Linked DNA regions of Urocitellus parryii: region 1 is linked to region 2. A link is a contact called in public Hi-C data. All regions are on one chromosome and are shown on one strand. Each heading gives the region's core, a stretch centred on a gene start, on an enhancer-like site or on the middle of the called end of the contact. The rest is flanking DNA. Distances are from core to core; before and after follow the strand shown. Region 1 holds the start of P3h1 (prolyl 3-hydroxylase 1). Region 2 holds the start of Foxj3 (forkhead box J3).

What was found. Hi-C and Micro-C count contacts between places; a contact is called where the count stands out from the background.
Region 1: a contact with region 2 is called in a Hi-C map of muscle, with 4 times the contacts expected there. The contact joins the promoter of P3h1 here to the promoter of Foxj3 in region 2. A contact is called at or near these places in 2 of 2 Hi-C or Micro-C datasets (liver and muscle).

What each region holds. Positions count from the first base shown.
Region 1 is chr11:27,292,653-27,297,213 of mUroPar1.hap1, reverse strand. It overlaps P3h1 (prolyl 3-hydroxylase 1), which reads left to right and starts at 2,626. Exons shown (of 15, transcript XM_026410407.2): 1 at 2,626-3,136. The coding sequence starts at 2,675. It overlaps C11H1orf50 (chromosome 11 C1orf50 homolog), which reads right to left and starts at 2,378. Exons shown (of 5, transcript XM_026410405.2): 1 at 2,297-2,378; 2 at 2,054-2,169. The coding sequence starts at 2,369.
Region 2 is chr11:26,964,173-26,968,651 of mUroPar1.hap1, reverse strand. Foxj3 (forkhead box J3) reads left to right here and starts at 1,293. Exons shown (of 13, transcript XM_026410389.2): 1 at 1,293-1,461.

The DNA.
Region 1 (4,561 bases), core at 1,377-3,876, 330 kb before region 2:
AAATCTTTCTGCTCTGCTTTATGCTCCTGATTATCACAATAAATTTGGCTAAAAGTCACTACCAATATCCATGCTACTGCCTGAATGCTATGCTGCAGAGAAATTTCTTCTGCCAGATTAAAAAGTCCATCACTTTTAAAATCAGCCTCACAGAGAATCTCAGGACACAGGCAAAATGCAGACAACTTCTCAGCTACAACATAACACAAATGGCTTCTAGCCCTATTTCCAATAGAGTCCTCCTTCTCTAAACCCTCGTGAGGGTTCACTGTCTTCACTGTCCACAGTCCTACTGGCATTCTGGTCTTTCCAGCTTCCACCAGAACTGGCCATTAAGCTCCGCTTAAAACAATCTAAAGTATTTCCAGCACTGCTAAACATGTCAAAATTTCTCCAACCAATTCCAAAAAGCTCCAAAAGCTTCTGAACCACATGGTCAGGTTAGTAACAACTATAACAATAATAACAATAATTGTACTGAGCACCTCTCAGTACCAATTTCTGTTTTAGTCAGCTTTTTTGCTGCTATGACTAAAAGAACTGACCACAACAATTGTAGTTGAGGAAAAGTTTATTTGGGGGATCACAGTTCCAGATGTCTCAATCCACAGAGAGTAGGCTCCATTCCCCAAGGCTCAATGTGAAGAAAAATATCATGGTGCAAGACTGTGGCAGAGGGAAGCAGCTCACATGATGATCGGCAAGCAGAAAGACTCTACTTACCTGATACAAAATATATACCCCAAAGGCACAGTACCAGTGCCCACCTTCTCCAGCCACACTCTACCCACCTTCAGTTACTGCTCAGTTAATTCTGTCAGGGGATTAATTCACCGATTTGGTTAAGGTTCTCATAACCCAGTCATTTCTCTTCTAAACCTGGCATTGTCTCACACATGAGCTTTTGGGGGACACCTCACATCCAAACACATAACAGAACGTGTCTCAAAATTTTAAAAAAGGCCAGGCATAGTGGCACACACCTGTAATCCCAGAAGCTCAGGAGGCTAAGACATGAGGACCCAAAGTTCAAAGCCTGCCTCAGCAAAAGCGAGGTGTTAAGCAACTCAGTGAGACGCTGTCTCAATAAAATACAAAATAGGGCTGAGGGTGTGCTCAGTGGTCGAGTGCCCTGATTTCAATCCACAGTACCTCCCAAAAATTTTTTTAAAGGGCTGGAAAATGCCCCTGGGTTCAATCCCCAGTACCAATAAATTTAGAGGAAAGAAGAGGGAAGTTATATTGTGTGCATGGTACAAATGTGTAACAACAGATCCCAACATTATGCACAACTATAATGCATTAATTAAAAAAAAAAAGTGCAAAGAGTGGAGAGCAACTGTGAATGCCACCCCAGCAGGAAGAAGAGCTGTTCTATACTCTCTCTTCCATTCTTCGTTGCAACCATTTAAGGCTGTTCTTACTGTTAAAAAAAAAAAAAAAAAAAAAGATGTAGAAAGAAGGCTCATGTATCCAAACTTCCAGTGCTTTTCCCAATATTTTGTAGTTTCTCTTTATTTTACCTATTTTGCCAATGAATGTGTAAGCTCTGAGCATGAGAATATGAGAATACTGTATCCAGTGAATGAGAATACAGGGCAAAACTTAAAAGTCCTACCCTTCCTAGAATATGTTAAATTCTTCAAGCTCTCAGGTAAACAGATAAAGATTTTATGGGAGCAGCTTAAAATAATTGAACTATACATCCTTGAAAAATTTGGGTTAGAATGATCTTCACGCATCAAAGAGAACTTCTGTACTGCCTACCTCACAGGGATGTGCTAAGGCGCAAATGAAATAATGTACTGAAAATGCTTTGCAGACCTTCCCACGGAGGGAAATTGTGGGCACTCTACCTGCAGTAGAAGGTATCTTTGGTCTCAGAAGATTAGAGTTTGAGTCAGGCAACCGACTCAGAAAGACAGTCGACTTTCACCCTCTGCAAAAAGCAGACAAGAACCCCACTCTTAGTGGCTGTAAGGTCCAAGTCAAAACAGGTAGAGCAAACCTCAAAGGAAGACAGTTATTCACTTTCCCAGCCGCGCCTCCTCACCTTCTGCACCTGCTCTGCGAGCGCCACGAGGTCTAAGGGGTCCCCGACCCGGTGGGTGTGATAGGGGCTCACCAAAGCCAGGCCGCCGGGGGTTGGGGTGAGCTCCACCAGGGATCCTGCGACACACACCCAGGAACACAGGCTGTGAGCTCCCGCCCTCAGCCTCCCGCTGAACCCCAGAGACTAGCTGCCAGCGGGGACTTCTTTCCCCAAGCTGACCTCCGCCCCGCATACCATCCTGACCTGCAGCCGCCTGCTGCACTCCTGGACTTTCAGGGTCTTTCTTTTCCGGCCCAGACGGCGGAGCGTTCTCCATGACGGCTACTCTACCTCCTTGGGCAGAAGAGCGTGCGCACAACGCCTTGTGGGCGGAGCTTCCGTGTTCCCGGGCCACTGGACGCTGGAGCGATGGGGCGCGGCCTGAACGCGGAGGCGGGGCTCCAGCAAACCCTAAAGTTGCTCTGAGGGGCGGGGACCACGTTGATAGCAAGAAGGTGTGTGACCATGCGCATGCGCCGCTCTCTTAAGAGGCGGGGCTTCTCCCAGGGGCGGGACCTTGCGGGGGTGGGATCCTGTCCTCAGCAGCGGGTGGCTTGTGGTCCCGCTAAGTCTCTGGAGGTGATGGCGCCGCAGTTGTGGAGGCTGCTGACCATACTGCTGGCGATTGCCACCGCCTCCCAGGCCGAGGGCGAGTCCGAGACGGGATGGGACCTGGCGGCGCCTGATCTGCTCTTCGCCGAGGGGACCGCGGCCTACGCGCGCGGGGACTGGGCCGGGGTCGTCCTGAGCATGGAGCGGGCGCTGCGTTCACGGGCCGCCCTGCGCGCCCTCCGCCTGCGCTGTCGCACCCAATGTGCAGCCGACTTGCCGTGGGAATTGGACTCCGGCTCCTCCGCGAGTCTGGCCCAGGCCCCGGGCGCTGCCGCCCTGCACGACCTGCGCTTCTTTGGGGGCCTGCTTCGTCGCGCCGCCTGCCTGCGCCGCTGCCTTGGGCCGCCGGCCGCTCACTCACTCAGCGAGGAGCTGGAGTTAGAGTTCCGCAAGCGGAGCCCCTACAACTACCTGCAGGTCGCCTACTTCAAGGTGCGGACCTGCCTGGGGTACTTCGGAGAATGGTTGCAGGCGACCTGGGGTACTTCGGAGAATGGTTGCAGGTGACCTGGGGAACTGGAGGACCAGGGAAGTATTCGCAGAGAGGGAGGGTGGCCTCCTGGCTGGGGAGCTCTCCTCAGACCCAGGGAGAACAGAGAAACCGCTAGGGGACCCGCCTCGCCCAGTTATTATGGACAGATGTTAACCCCAAAGGTCCAGTCTGGGGTTAGGTCCCAGGCCAAGAAAGGATTGACCTTTTATTCCCATAATGGCTCCAAGAGGGAACTAAAGCAGCAGGTTGGGTCTCCCATCCTGATTCATTGTAAATGTCCAAGTGAAAAGCCGGGAGCTTTCTACAATATCTTCCTTCCGGTTCGTTCTCTAATGATGCTTTTCCTGCAGCGCTCCTTCAGGACGTGGGATTGCCACGTTGCCATCAGGGGCTGCCTGGCTCCACCCTGTGGGAGACCCTCTGGCTAATCTGCCAGTTTCCAAAGAAAATTAGTGTTTTTAGGAATGCCACAGTGCCAACTGTGTACAAATAGGCTTTAAGGGTTCCAGGCTTGTGTGATGATGATGATAGACCACATGTACTTCCACGCGCTGTTTTAAGCACAGCATTTATTAACTTATTTGCCCTCATCCACATGGTACCCTGTGAAGTAGATGCTACTATTAGTCTCATTTATTGAAGAGAAGGGGAAAGAAGGAGGTGTGCTGCGTATCTATTATATTCATAATTCAACAGACCTAAAAAGAAACTTAGAGACTCTTGGGGACCTCAGATTTCCACCTCTGCAAGAGCACTCTGCTTGTGTAGTACCCCTTCATTCCTCCTGGTTGCTTGGAAGAGTACTGGACTTTAAAATGATTGGACTATGACTTTGGTCATGTCACTTAATAGCACTACTTAAAATCCTTTGACAAACATTTATTGAATACCTACTGCATTCCAATTCTTGGACAGCTGATTAAAATGCTTAACTCTTTGTATTGTCTTGCTTTGCTGCTAAGGATCACTGTAGTAAGGGCTATCAAAAGAGTATGTAGTAGGGCTGTTGTGAGCACAAAGGAGGAAAAATCTAGCTTTATCTCAGAGAATAATTAGAGAGACTTGAGAGGTGACATTGAGCCTGTCCTAAATATTGCCTGGGAAAGAAGGATGGCTGTTCCAGGTAAAGGGAAAATTAAAACCCAAGCATGACGTATTCAGAAATATATATATATATATATATATTGCTGTGATTGGGTGGTCAGGATATGTGTGGGGAGCAGCAGAAGAGGAGACTAAAAATGTTTAGTGAAACCAGATTCAGGGGCAAATTCTGCAGATCCCAGACAGCCATCATTGAAATTGGATTTTAGAGCACTAATTCTAGAAGCCACATGGAATAAGCTTTGGAAGGAGAAAATGAG
Region 2 (4,479 bases), core at 44-2,543:
TCCAAGAGGGAAAGATAAATGTTTTTTCCTTCTTTCTTTTCTGTTTATGGATACATCTTGAGCACTGGTATCTGGCAAACTTAGCAGTGACGGACAAGTATTTGTTGGATGAATGAGTAAATGAAACTTCAGAATATTGCTAGAGCGCTACTTAGAAATATATGAGTACTCTGTATCCCCAGTTCCCAGAGATTCTTGCTAAAAGCAGGTGTTCAATATTTGTTGAGGGAATAGAGAGGCTCAGATCTTTAACTACTTGAGGTCTTTATCTGATCCCCTTGAAGTTAAAAAAAAAAAAAGTTCCCAGGGTCAATCATTCCGGTCTCTGTCCTTTCATCCAAACAACCCATATTCAACTAACAAATACCTGATTATCCATGTATTGATTATCTACTGAGTTCAAAAGTGTTCTTGGGGAAAAAAAAGTGTTCTTGGTGCTGTGGGGAGAATACATGACTAACGCAACTGAAGCAACAGCAAGTAATACCTCAAAAGTAATCAAGTGTGAAACTACAGGGCAGATTATCAGTGCTAATAGTTTGGAGAAAGAATCAGCGAAGATTGACGTAGAAGTAAATTCCAAAGTCCACCATGCACCCAACTACCCTTCTAAATGCTCCACCTGTTGACAGCAGGACCATAACCTGGACAGTGAACCTGTGAATCAGAAGGGCCTTTAGAGTTCCAAGTCCTTTTTTTTTTTTTTTAAGTAGAAGGAAAGTATGATTAGGCAGGGGAATGGCCTCCACAGAGGTAGGCCTAGAACCCTGGCCTCCTGAAGTTCTGAAAAGGAGTCCTGAAGGAAAGTACAAGGCGCCTTTGTTGGGGCCTGCGGAATCCAAGCTGCGCCAGGTCGAAAAAGGGGTCCGGTTTCTTGGACAGGCTAAGGTGCCGGTCCCTACGGTGAGGTGGCAGGGTTGGGGGGCTGGGGGAGGTCACGAGGCAGGATTCCTCTGGAACACGGGACCTGTGGAATCCTTGGAAAGGGTCCAAAGCCGCTGATCCTTGCCATCCTTCATTATGGGGTCCCCGATCTCACCCCACGGACGCCACTGTGGGGCGCAGGGACCCGCGTCGCTCGAAACTGCCAGCCTCTTGTAGAGATCCACTGTGCGCCCAGAGAGCCGCTCAAGTTCCCGGGCACTACTTGCTCCCGCGGAGGGATCCGCGCAGGGCTTAGAGACCGCTTCCGCGGAGAGCCGTGACGCCGCCGACGCTGGGCTGGTGGCGCTGCGACGTCGCGGGAGGCGGGGGCGGCGGGGGCGGCAGGGGGAGCGGGTCGGGAAGTAGTTCCGGGTGCGCGGCCCCGGATGTTGGCTGCTCCCGCTGCTGCCGCCGCTCTCGGCGCTGCTCGGGGCCTCGGCCGCTCGCACCAGGCGCTGTTGGGACCTTTCCCGGGGGGCGGAGACGCACGTAGCGGCCGGGGGCTCGGCCGGGCCGTCCCGGCCTGCTCAGCCTGAGGTGAGTGCCCGCCACCCGGGCGGCGGGCGAGGAGGCGGGGCCGGGGCATCTCCCGCGACGGAGGCAGGGGCTGCCCTCCGCGAGACGCCCTGTCCCTTCTCAGCCGTCGCGCGCCGCGCGGTGGGCGGCGGGAGGGCCAGGGGGCCTGGGCTCAGGTTGGGGCCTGGCGGGCCACGAGGGCTGGGTCCCTCCCTTCCCCGCGGCGATTCTCAGCTGCTGCTGCCCCTCAGCTGGAAGCGGCAGCTCCGCACCTCCCGCCCCTCCCCCAGGTGGGGCCCGGGGGAGCTGGACCTGAATCCCGGGGGCGCGGAGTCCGCAGACAGCGACAGTCTCCTTCCCTCCGTGACCTGCGTTCTAGCCTGGGGTAGTCCCCGATCCCGGCGCGATGTGGCTGCTTCCCTTCAAGCTCGGGAGCGCTTTTCGGCCAGAAAGGCGGGCAATATCTTGCGCCCGGCGGGTGCCCTTTGGGGTGAGGAGGCCGTTGCGAGGGGCCTTGGTTCCCGCCCATCCTGTTGCTGTGTCCTTTGCTGGCATTAGGGCAAAGGCAACCGTTCCATGCGGACGTGTTGCTGTCCTGTGTGTGTTGCATCCTGCCCACGTGGTAGAGTGTCCCGTGCCCCCCACCCCCTTCCATTTTTGCAGCTGGTGAAGAGGGAGATTTACGGGATGATTTTTCCCTGTGTGATTTTCTCTGGCTGGCATGGAAGGTGTTAAGGTCAGTTTGCTTTGCTGGGGCCCACTGTTTAGATGGAAGAACCAAGAGTTGTACTCTCTTAAATTGAGACCTGTAGGGGATACCAGGGTTAGTTTCATTGACATCATTGCTTTCTACTGCTTAATCCTCAAAAGAGAATAAGCGCTTGGTATTGATGCATTGAGGTGTATAGTTTTCATTTCTCTGTTCTACTTTTTGTGCATATTGTTGTCCAAGGTTTTTCTATTCTGTGTTGCTGCAGTGCATGTCTGTGTTGTTCCTAGCTGAATTCCTGAATGAATAGAGCCAACGAATTATAGATTGGTGGGCATCTTTTACGTCTTTTTCTGATGTTACTTTATTTTTTATTTTGCTTACTATTGAAAAGGTGTGCATGTCATATGGGAATGCATATATGTGTACACACATACACACATATGTATGCATGTATGTGCATATATATGTTGTAAGGCAGCACTAGATAGTTCCACCTAGTTACCTCCTTCGTGGAAGCTCTTTTATTTCACTTTCCTTCTCTTTTGAGTACTATTAGACTTTTGTCTCTTGACACAGGTTTTGAAACCTTTTTCTTTCTTCTTCTTCTTTTTTTTTTTCTTAATGTCTTTCCCAGGTTAAGATTTCCATCTTAACCGTGTTTTGCTCTTTGAGACCATAGATTGCTCTCTCCACAGGGAAGAGACTACGGTAGCAGTGAGAGAAACCTTTTATTCCTTCAAGACCTTAGCGTATAGTTATAGAAAATCAGTAACTTTTCTCAATTTTTTTTTTTCTGATCTGGTGGATTAATTGAACTTTTTGATTTCTGATGTGAATCTGAAGATTTCTCTTTTTTTGGTTTTGTGTCAGAGTTAAGGTGAATCTTGTTCTTGGTTTTGTGCTGCTGGAGATCCTGGGGAGTTACTCATGCCTTTATTAGGTGTTTTTTGGATGAGGCCAGGGCATGTTTATTTTGGCTCTTTTTAGTTCATAAGTTTGGTTGAAATAAAATATCTTACTGTTTTGAAGTCACTCTTTTATATACTAAAATGGCCAGGATTCTCTTATTTGTTTTTCACATGGTGCAATCATTTTGAGTGCATTTTGATGTTGCTCTTTCCCCTTTAATCTGGTGTAATTGTTAGTATAGTCTCCTATATAGACTAGAAATATTTAAGTACATATTCTATCTGCTTTCATTATGCTAAGTATGGGTGGGGCATGGAAAATAGAGAATGTCATTTGGGTATATTCTGAGGCTCATATATATGTGTGTGTGTATATAAAATAAGTCAGCATTTATTTACTTCTGCAAAATACTGTGTTGTCTTTGTGTGAAGTAGTTGGTATGAAAAGATACACAGAATAAAATATGAGTCTCTTCAAAAGCTTCAACCTCTGTACCAAGAGGAACGGATTTGTCCTTTTGTTGGAGAAATGGTATGTACATCATTTATAATCACCAAACAACATCCAACTCCTGTTTGGAATAACAGTACAACCAAGGTCAAAAGTATATGTAACATGAGAAAGAGGAATTTCCAAAGGGGAAGAGGTGTATCCCAGGAGATTGAAGGCATATATGCAAAGGTAGAGAAGTGGAAATTTACAAAAGATATCAAGAGACTCAATTGGTGAATAATAAGTGAGTTTAGGATTTGTGAGGGTATATTGGGAAAGGACCTTTCAAGGATAAAGGGTTCTAAGGAATGAGGGTAAGATGATACACACTGTTCCTGAGGAAGGCTTTTGTGTCTGCTGAGTGTTCTGGGAGTGGGGAAACTGACTAGAATTTTAAGAATAAGATGATGAAGGCCTGACATAAGGTAGCGGTTGTGAGAATAAAATAATAGCCAACATTTAGTGAATACTTTTTCTATGGCAACCATCATTCTGTGTGCTTTACATCTCTTTAATTTAGTAAATGTTCATTGTAAGGTTTTATAATCAGGAAAGGACTTTGGGAAAGTTACTTAACCTTGTGCATTTAATCATTAGCAAATATGAATAGTCAGATGAAGTATAAATTTTTTTCAGTGACAGGGTTATATAGTAATGGTAAAAACACATGTGAGTAAATGTGTGTTGAGAGGGAACTAGTAGAGTAGGAAAAGAGCTTTGAGATTTGGAATTTGGGGTAACATAATAGACTAATAGGTAAATAAAGCATTCTGAGAAGAGTCAGGAAGTATATGAGTTCCACAGAAGCCAAGGAAAGGAAGATTTTCTACAAGATAGGGTTATAGAAGTATGGCATGCAGTCTTAAAGTTCAGAAACAGTAACCGTGACCATAGTGAAAAGACTATCAAACTAGACCAGAATGAGG